Regions from separate parts of the Zea mays genome. Here region 1 is linked to region 2. The links are chromatin contacts, called in public Hi-C maps. All regions are on one chromosome and are shown on one strand. Each heading gives the region's core, a stretch centred on a gene start, on an enhancer-like site or on the middle of the called end of the contact. The rest is flanking DNA. Distances are from core to core; before and after follow the strand shown. Region 1 has its middle 46 kb from the start of LOC103630344. Region 2 holds the start of LOC103630344 (autophagy-related protein 18h).

Region 1 (3,867 bases), core at 694-3,193, 46 kb after region 2:
GGCGGGCGTTTCGCGCAGGCAGGGGCAGTCTACAATGCGTCCTTAATAGTTAGTACAAATTAGTATATGCTTAGGGAGTAAGGTGTAGTAGTTTGGGGAATGTTGGGGAGAATGTCTTTGGACGAAGCTCTGAAGTAATTGTTGAGCACACAAAACGTCCTCGCGGACGGTCCGGCCTTGTGGCCGGACGGTCCGCGCGTGCGCAGAATTAGTTAGGGTTCCAAGTTTCTCGCGGGATTTGTTAGCTAAAACCGTGGGATTAGCTCGGGAAACGACTTGTAGCAGATCCAGACCTCCCCTTTATTATAGATGAAGGGCTACGACCGATTGAACCCCGCACAAATCAAGTCAAATTCTCATTTTTACCTTATGCATTAGGAGTAGTTCTAGTTTAGCTCTAGTTTGGTCTCCTTCTACCTCAAATCTTCACCTCCCTTTTGCTCTACATCGACTAGAGACGTCTTGGGTGGTCTGCCGACGCCAAGACACACCCTATGATCTCTCCTCCCCGATGGGGTCCCTCCCGGGAGGCGAGATCCAAGTCTGTTGCGAAGAAGACCCTCTGCGCCATCGCGAACCGCCCGAGCCCCAGGCGCGGACCGTCCAGACGTACGCAGAGGCGGACTCACTCCTGTGTCAGGTCGCAGACCATCCGGCCCTGTGCTGTGGACCGTTCACGCCTCTGTAGAGAACCCGTCGGGCGGTCCATCTCCAGTGTTTGACGTCCGAATCGGCGTCAATAGTAATTGTTTTTAAATGGTGTTTTTATCAGGGAGGTTGGCATGAACTGATCACTGAACCTTCATCAAACTGCTTTGGAACACGTGGACGAATCGAAAGTGCGTAAAGGCTTCATAATCCACGTACAACTTCAGCTTTTAGCCTCGACTCTGGCTTCACGTGATGCTTCACATTCCTTCACTAAACTATAAATTTCTATACATTAAAGTTGGGCGCAAAAGTGTCCCCTCTATCTAACCACATTGTCCTTTTTTATCTCCTCCGCACGATCCAGAATTAAAGAACACGATCTAGTCGACTTGGACACTCGGTGTCTGATATGGCTTCCCTTCCGGCAACTCCCAAAGTCGCGAAGGTTCGTCTTCATTCTCGATTCAGACTATAGTCTCGTACATCTAAAAAAATTGATAGCTAAGGTATCATCCTAACTCATGTCTTGAAAAATAGAGGCCATTAGGCTATCCCTAGCAGATCGCACATCTGGTCGTGGTTGTGCTTTTTGCGCGACCGCATTCAACTGTTCATGCTTCTAGCGGATACAGTTGCACAAAATGAGCGTTGGGTCGATCGATTATGCATTCTCCCGGTACTCTCTCTCTCTCTTGCTCATCTACGAGTCTTGCATGCGCACATGCGTATGCGCGTATTGCTAGGCGTGTTGCCGTTTTGCGATGCACATACAGACAAGAAATGTGCCGCTCTGAGCATCCGTGGTGGGGAGCTGCTGGGGATAGTCTTATTTGTCTGATAGTGCACATTGCGCAGTCTCTCGTCAAACTTCAGGACAAGTTCAACTATCCTCCCCCAAATTGTAAATGACAACGGTAATGGTTAACACTCGAATACCAGCGATAATATGTTTGAATATGCCGATATCAATTTATAGTATGATATTTGATTACGGCTGAAGTTAAACAAACATTATTTAACGTTATCAGTTACACATTACATTACAAATATGTGAAACAAACGACACCTAAACATTTTAGGACCACAGGCCTACGATTGTTGTTCATTGTAATGCATTGTTTTATGGAGAGGGGCAGCTTAGCAAAACATGGGCACATGGCTGATGCTCGGGCGTAGCGGCTTCTCAAGTTCGCAACCTAGCGCCGCTACCGGTTAATCGCCTTGGTTGCTAGCTGGGGCGGTACGGCTGTTTGGTGAGCGTCCCGCATCAGGCCAAGGCGCCAAGCGATACCCAGCGATCCGGCGGCATATGCGCCTATGCGGATATGCCATTTTTGTCGAGCGGCCAGCGCATCGATCGGGTCTAATCCGCGAGATGGAGCGTTTCGATTTTGGGCGTCGTCGCGTGCGGAAAGGCAGAGCGGAAGTGCGGTGTGGCCTGGTGGGAGGCGCGACGTTGTTGCTGCGCGCGGACGATAGGGAGCTAGCGGACGCTTTCAAATGAGTGTCTCGGGTGCTACTCTGCACTTCTGCTGCACGTTGGATGCACTATTCCATTTGACCGGGTTTAAGACGAGTTTATCCTTTGTAATCAATACACGGAATTCGCATCTGATTATTAATTGAAGGAAAATTAGGATTGTGGTTAGTTCACATTTAAAAAAAATCATTGCAACACAGGTTCCTCAATCTTTGATGCATGTACTTTTTTCCTAAAAGGAAGAGTAAATCTTTGCTAATATAAAAAAATATGGTAAAATTATACGTAAATGGGATTTGTTGAACCGTAATTGTTGGCTCTAAACTCACATTCACACTTACCTACCACTAGAACACATATATTTTTTTATACTCTATACTCAAATATAGTATAGAGATTTTTATAGACTTTTGGCTAAATGAAACCTATAACAACGTACCAATGCTTTGCTAGTAAGGACCTAATGTGCGGTGATATGTTACATTTGTGGGTTAAAGATACCACCAAAGTGACAAGTCTTTTTTAGAAGCTGTCACTAATCCGACAACCAATAATTTAGGATACATATACTCTAAGAAATCAGATCTGTTAATTAATTATTTATAGATACGGTCATTTAGGATAGTCTTCTCTGCTAATCGAACAACATGGAAGGCCATCTTTACAAATAGTTAGCAAACTACTTAGAAAACCTCCTAATCTAAGAGAAGATAGAAACAAACCCTCCCAACATGCTACCTACTTCCCCGCGTGCACAAACTCCGTATTTGTTGGCTACCCAATTCATTTTTTTTTCTATAGCACTATCCACTCCTACAACTAAGTTGAGGGCCTCTACTTTTAAATCTGTTAGTTTCTTCCCACCACCGATCAATGCCTCTTCTCTCCCTTTCTTCTCGCTCAACTCGTCTCCTTTACACCTAGAGGTAACACATGTATGTTTGACCATGTCTCCTTCTGGCTCAACATTGGGCATGTTTGGTTCACCTTTTTTCTGTCCAATTTTTTTGAGAATTTGGTTGTAGGGAGAATCTGGTTGTGGGAAGAATCTAAGTATCGTGAGGATTACGTGCAGAGTAAGATGAAGTTGTTTATAGGGTTCAAGATCTAAAAAGAGACGAATTCCTACTATTGCTACGATTCAGCCAATTATGTGTTCATGTTAATTTTGGATGATTTTTATCAAATCGAATCTTATAGAAGCGGTCTGAAAAGCTGAGCATTTAGCAGTTCGCAACAACTTCTGATGGCTAGAAGCTGAAAAAGCTCAAACAAACAGGGCCATAGTCTCCTCTCCCACCATACACTATCTCTAAACGTATCCACAACCAACCCTAAGAGTGGGTGGGCCTAGTGCACCTCACCAACATGACTTGCACTAGCCGAGTCAATCATTTCTCTCTTTGTGATGGTGTTGCACGCATATGCAGAGGTGAAGAAAATAAATATAAAAAACAAAGAGTTCTAATAGTGTCTTTGGTTGGGGAGCCAACTCGGCTCTATTTCAGTTTTTAAAAATGGAGCTGCTCCATTTTGTGTTTGGCAAGCAGAACAAACCCACTCCATTTTTTGTTTGGTCGAAAGTAGAATGGAGCGAAGCCGCTCCGTTCTTTCTTAGGTTGGAGAGTCATATGAATGTGGAGGGAATGAGAGTTCTCACATATGATCATTTTGTTGGAGCGTGGTGTCGGTGTTTTGGGCCCGACCGCACACCCGGGGTTACCCCTCAAGGTGTT
Region 2 (4,271 bases), core at 74-2,573:
TGCCGTCTCAACAATGGCGCCCAGCTCTGCGTCCTTCTGCAGCAGTGCTGTTACCAACATGCTCGCCGAGGCACCTGCCAGGGAGGACGCATCGGCCATGCTGAGCGACAGCGGGAGCAGCGGGTTGGCAGTGGTGTCATCGGACATGGTGAGGAGCATCCCCAGCTATGGGCTCTTGGTGTAAAGGCAAAGTTGTCGGTGTTGGTCCTTGCGGCTTCGAGGTTGTCATTACAGGTGAAAAACAGTATGATGCTTCCAAACATAACCTAACTAGTTAAACTGAATTCATGGTCAACTCACTTAAAGCTGCCTCCATTAATTGCCACTGGAATTTCGGAAGTACAAGAACATAAGATCTAGCTCACTAGATTACTCAACCTCCTACTGCAAAATGGCATTATTGAGTACACGGTTGCAAGGGTAACAATCAACATATTCTAGTAATTTATAACTTTTCCTATCCAGTGGGCAGTGGTTAATGATCAATTCAATTGAAGAGCCAGGAATTGCCACCAGAACGATGAATCGAATGGAATAGAGGAAGTGCGTCCAGGCATTACTCAAACCTACTACTGCAGAATGCTACAATTGAGTATATCATTGCAAGCAAGCACAGCACTGAAGTTAGCAAACCCCAGCGCCCACAGTCATCTGCACTAGCAGCGTAAATAAGAAAAAAGAGATATTTGAAGAAATGGAGGCAGGGGCGGGGCAGTGGACCTGATCCTTCTCGTCCTCTGCCTGGGAGGAGATGGATGCGGCGACGGAGGCGCCGGCCGAGCGCACGCTGGACGCGACGGAGCCGGCGTTGGAGGTCACCGTCTTGAGGCAGGACGATATGATCCGCAGCGAACTCGGCAGCAACCCATTCCTTGCCCCCTTCCCCCGCCTCATCCCTCCCCGCCGCTCCCTCACCTCCTCTCCCTGCCCCAGCCCGGAGACCAGCACAAGCACCCGCTCCGAGTCCAACTTCCCCGCCGCCACCGCTCCTACAACCCCCGCCCCGCAATCCCGCCGCTGCCCATCCACGATCGCCGCCTCCGGGGCTGGCGAAAGCCAGTACCATCCGAGTGCCGCCGCCCCTCACTGCCTCCGATCCCCGCTGCCGCCGCAATCCGCAGACTCAGCTGGCCACCATATCCCTCCTCCCCTCGCACACCTCTTCCTCGCCGCTCGTCGTCCCTTCCCCTCCGACGCCGACCAGAACCGAAATTCAACAACTCCCTGGGCCCTGGCTTCCTTCACCCTTTTCCCTTCTCTCTCCTCGCTGTTGCTTTCGTGTGCCTATCTCCCTCCCTCGCCCTTAAATAATCCCAAGAAATCCCACCCGGTTTGCCTCTCCCCACCCGGCTTCGCGTCCCCGGAGCAAACTCTCTTCCACCCAGGGCCCACTGCCTATCCGCGAGTGCACGAGGCTTTCCTCGGGTGCCCGTGGCGAGGGCACGGGGAGTGAGCTTTGCACGCAAGGGGAATACGAGGGGATAGATCCCTTGCCAAGCGGGTTTCCTCCGCCGCTGCGACCTACTCCTATACGCTGTCCCCGTGAAGTTCGGCGCCCTCTCGGCCCGGGCTTGCCTTCCAAGCCGCGCGCGGCTGCCGAGAAAACTGCGCGGCGCACGGGCCGAATTTTTTTTTTGTATTTTAGCCCTTAAACAGAAGTAAAATCACGTTTAGACCTAAAAAAATTTTAAATACAGTTTTGGCCCCTTAGCTCGGCGACATAGCATGTGGCGCCGAGCTAACACAGCTCGGCGCCACAGCCTATGGCGCCGAGCTGTGACGTGGCAGCAACGGCTAGTTTCGTCCAGGATTGACCTGGCTCTGACGTGGTGGCGGCGCGGCCTCGTAGCTCGGTGCCACAGATCTTGGCGCCGAGCTACGAATTCCTATAAAAACGCCCGCGCGGCTGGCCGAGAGCAGCTCATTTCATCCCATTTTCAAACTTCGCCAAAATTTGATGGATTCAAATATTTGAGTTGGTTCACTTCGTAGACCAAGGTATGATTTCCAACTGATTCGTTTTGTATATTGGGTTGTTAGTTTAATAATTTGTATACACCTATTATATTATCATTTCGATTATTAGTTTGTGTAAACTTATTATAAAGCATAATAGGTACAAGTGATAATTATAATCGTTTATTAGATAAAAGACATGTACCGAGAGGCGTTGTGGCAGAAGAGAGGTCGTCCTCGGGAGTTATATCCGGACGTATCTAGTAAGGATGCTCCTGTTCCTCCTGAACTCCCCGTGCCTGAGAGCACCTAGAGGGGGGGTGAATAGGTGATCCTGTAAAAACTTAACTTATAGCCACAAAAACTTGTTAGAGGTTAGCACAATAATTGCCAAGTGGCTAAAGAGAAGATCTTGCACAATACGACAATCACAGAGAATTCAACACAGAGGAGACACGGTGATTTATCCCGTGGTTCGGCCAAGTACAAAACTTGCCTACTCCACGTTGTGGCGTCCCAACGGACGAGGGTTGCAATCAACCCCTCTCAAGCGGTCCAAAGACCCACTTGAATACCACAGTATTTTGCCTTGCTTATCTTTATCCCACTTGCGAGGAATCTCCACAAATTGGAGTCTCTCGCCCTTACACTTAAGATTCACAAAGAAGCACGGAGTAAGGGAGGGAAGCAACACACACAAATCCACAGCGAAACGCGCACACACACAGCCAAGATTCGAGGTCAAAGACTATCTCACAGTTTCTCACAAGAACAGAGCTCGAATCACTTAGAATCACAAACGGATGCGCAAAGACTGAGTGTGGATGATCAAGTATGCTCAAGAGTTGCTTAGTGTTCTCCTCCATGCGCCTAGGGGTCCCTTTTATAGCCCCAAGGCAGCTAGGAGCCGTTGAGAACAAATCTGGAAGGCCATCTTTGCCTTCTGTCGTCGGGCGCACCGGACAGTCCGGTGCACACCGGACACTGTCCGGTGCCCGATTTATTTCCTTAAACAGCACAGCCGACCGTTGCCGACCGTTGCAGATCTGGCGCACCGGACAGTCCGGTGCACACCGGACAGTCCGGTGCTTCCTTCCGACCGTTGGCCAGACCACGTGTCGCGCGCAGATTCCGCGGCCGACCGTTGGCTCGGCCGACCGTTGACTCACCGGACAGTCCGGTGCACACCGGACAGTCCGGTGAATTTTAGCCGTACGCCGTCAGCAAATTCCCGAGAGCGGGCTCTTCGGCCGAGGGAGCCTGGCGCACCGGACACTGTCCGGTGCACCACCGGACACTGTCCGGTGCACCACCGGACAGTCCGGTGCCCCAGACCGAAACAGTCCCTTGGCTGTACACAGCCAAGTCTTCTCTTATCTTCTTCTATCTGTTTCTAACACTTAGACAAATATATTAGTACACAAAACCAATGTACTAAGACTAAGAAACATACCTTTGTTGTAGATTTGCACTTTGTTCATTCATGGGCATTGGTTCACATCTAAGCACTTGTGTTGACACTTAATCACCAAAATACTTAGAAATGGCCCAAGGGCACATTTCCCTTTCAATCTCCCCCTTTTTGGTGATTTATGCCAACACAACATAAAGCAACTAGAACAAGTGCAAAATCACTTCAAATAAAAACTCAAATTGGTTTTGATTCAATTTTGGCATATATGGATCATCCTTTGCCACCACTTGGTTTGTTTTTGCAAATCAAACTCAAATCTCTATTTCTATGTCAAACACACATGTTGAGGCATAAAGAGAGTCATTCCAAAAGAGATTGATCAAGGATTTTAAAAACTCCCCCTATTTCCCATAATCAACACTTCTCCCCACAAGAAGCCAACTTTTGACAATAGAGACAATAAGAGACAATAAAAGCTTTTGACAAAACAAAAACTCACAAAAACTTTATTCTACTATTTTCAAAATCTCTCAAGTGGTAGCTGATCCATTTATTACTTTGGCCTTTATTTTCTCCCCCTTTGGCATCAAGCACCAAAACGGGATCAATTTTGGCCTTTTAACCCCATTGCCTCACCAAAGTCTTCAATTAAGAGCAAATGGCAATAAGATTTCATGAGATGAACTTGGAATTAGTTACCCTCTCATCGGAGTGCAGTGGAAGTCTTTCATGGTCCAAGTCCACCTTTTCCCTTTCAATCCTCCTTCGAGACTAAATTATCAAACTCAAGCACATGGTTAGTCTCAAAGGGTCAAGTTGTAACACATCTCCCCCTAAACATGTGCATCACTTTGCAACGGACTTGTGAGGTCCAGGGAGTGTTTGTACAACTTGAGCACCA

Evidence for each region. Hi-C and Micro-C count contacts between places; a contact is called where the count stands out from the background.
Region 1: a Hi-C map of endosperm shows a contact between it and region 2, with 2.7 times the contacts expected there. The contact joins the enhancer-like site here to the promoter of LOC103630344 in region 2. A contact is called at or near these places in 3 of 25 Hi-C or Micro-C datasets (ear, endosperm and leaf).

Annotation. Positions count from the first base shown.
Region 1 is chr6:156,827,233-156,831,099 of Zm-B73-REFERENCE-NAM-5.0, forward strand. No RefSeq gene overlaps it. Among protein-coding and RNA genes, the nearest start is that of LOC103630344, 46 kb to the left of the region's middle. Within about 2 kb of position 1,944, at least 19 of the 20 cell types and tissues checked have an H3K27ac peak or open chromatin away from gene starts, as enhancers often do. A contact at or near this core is called in ear, endosperm and leaf, where this site is marked.
Region 2 is chr6:156,782,054-156,786,324 of Zm-B73-REFERENCE-NAM-5.0, forward strand. LOC103630344 (autophagy-related protein 18h) reads right to left here and starts at 1,324. Exons shown (of 9, transcript XM_008651404.4): 1 at 721-1,324. The coding sequence starts at 894.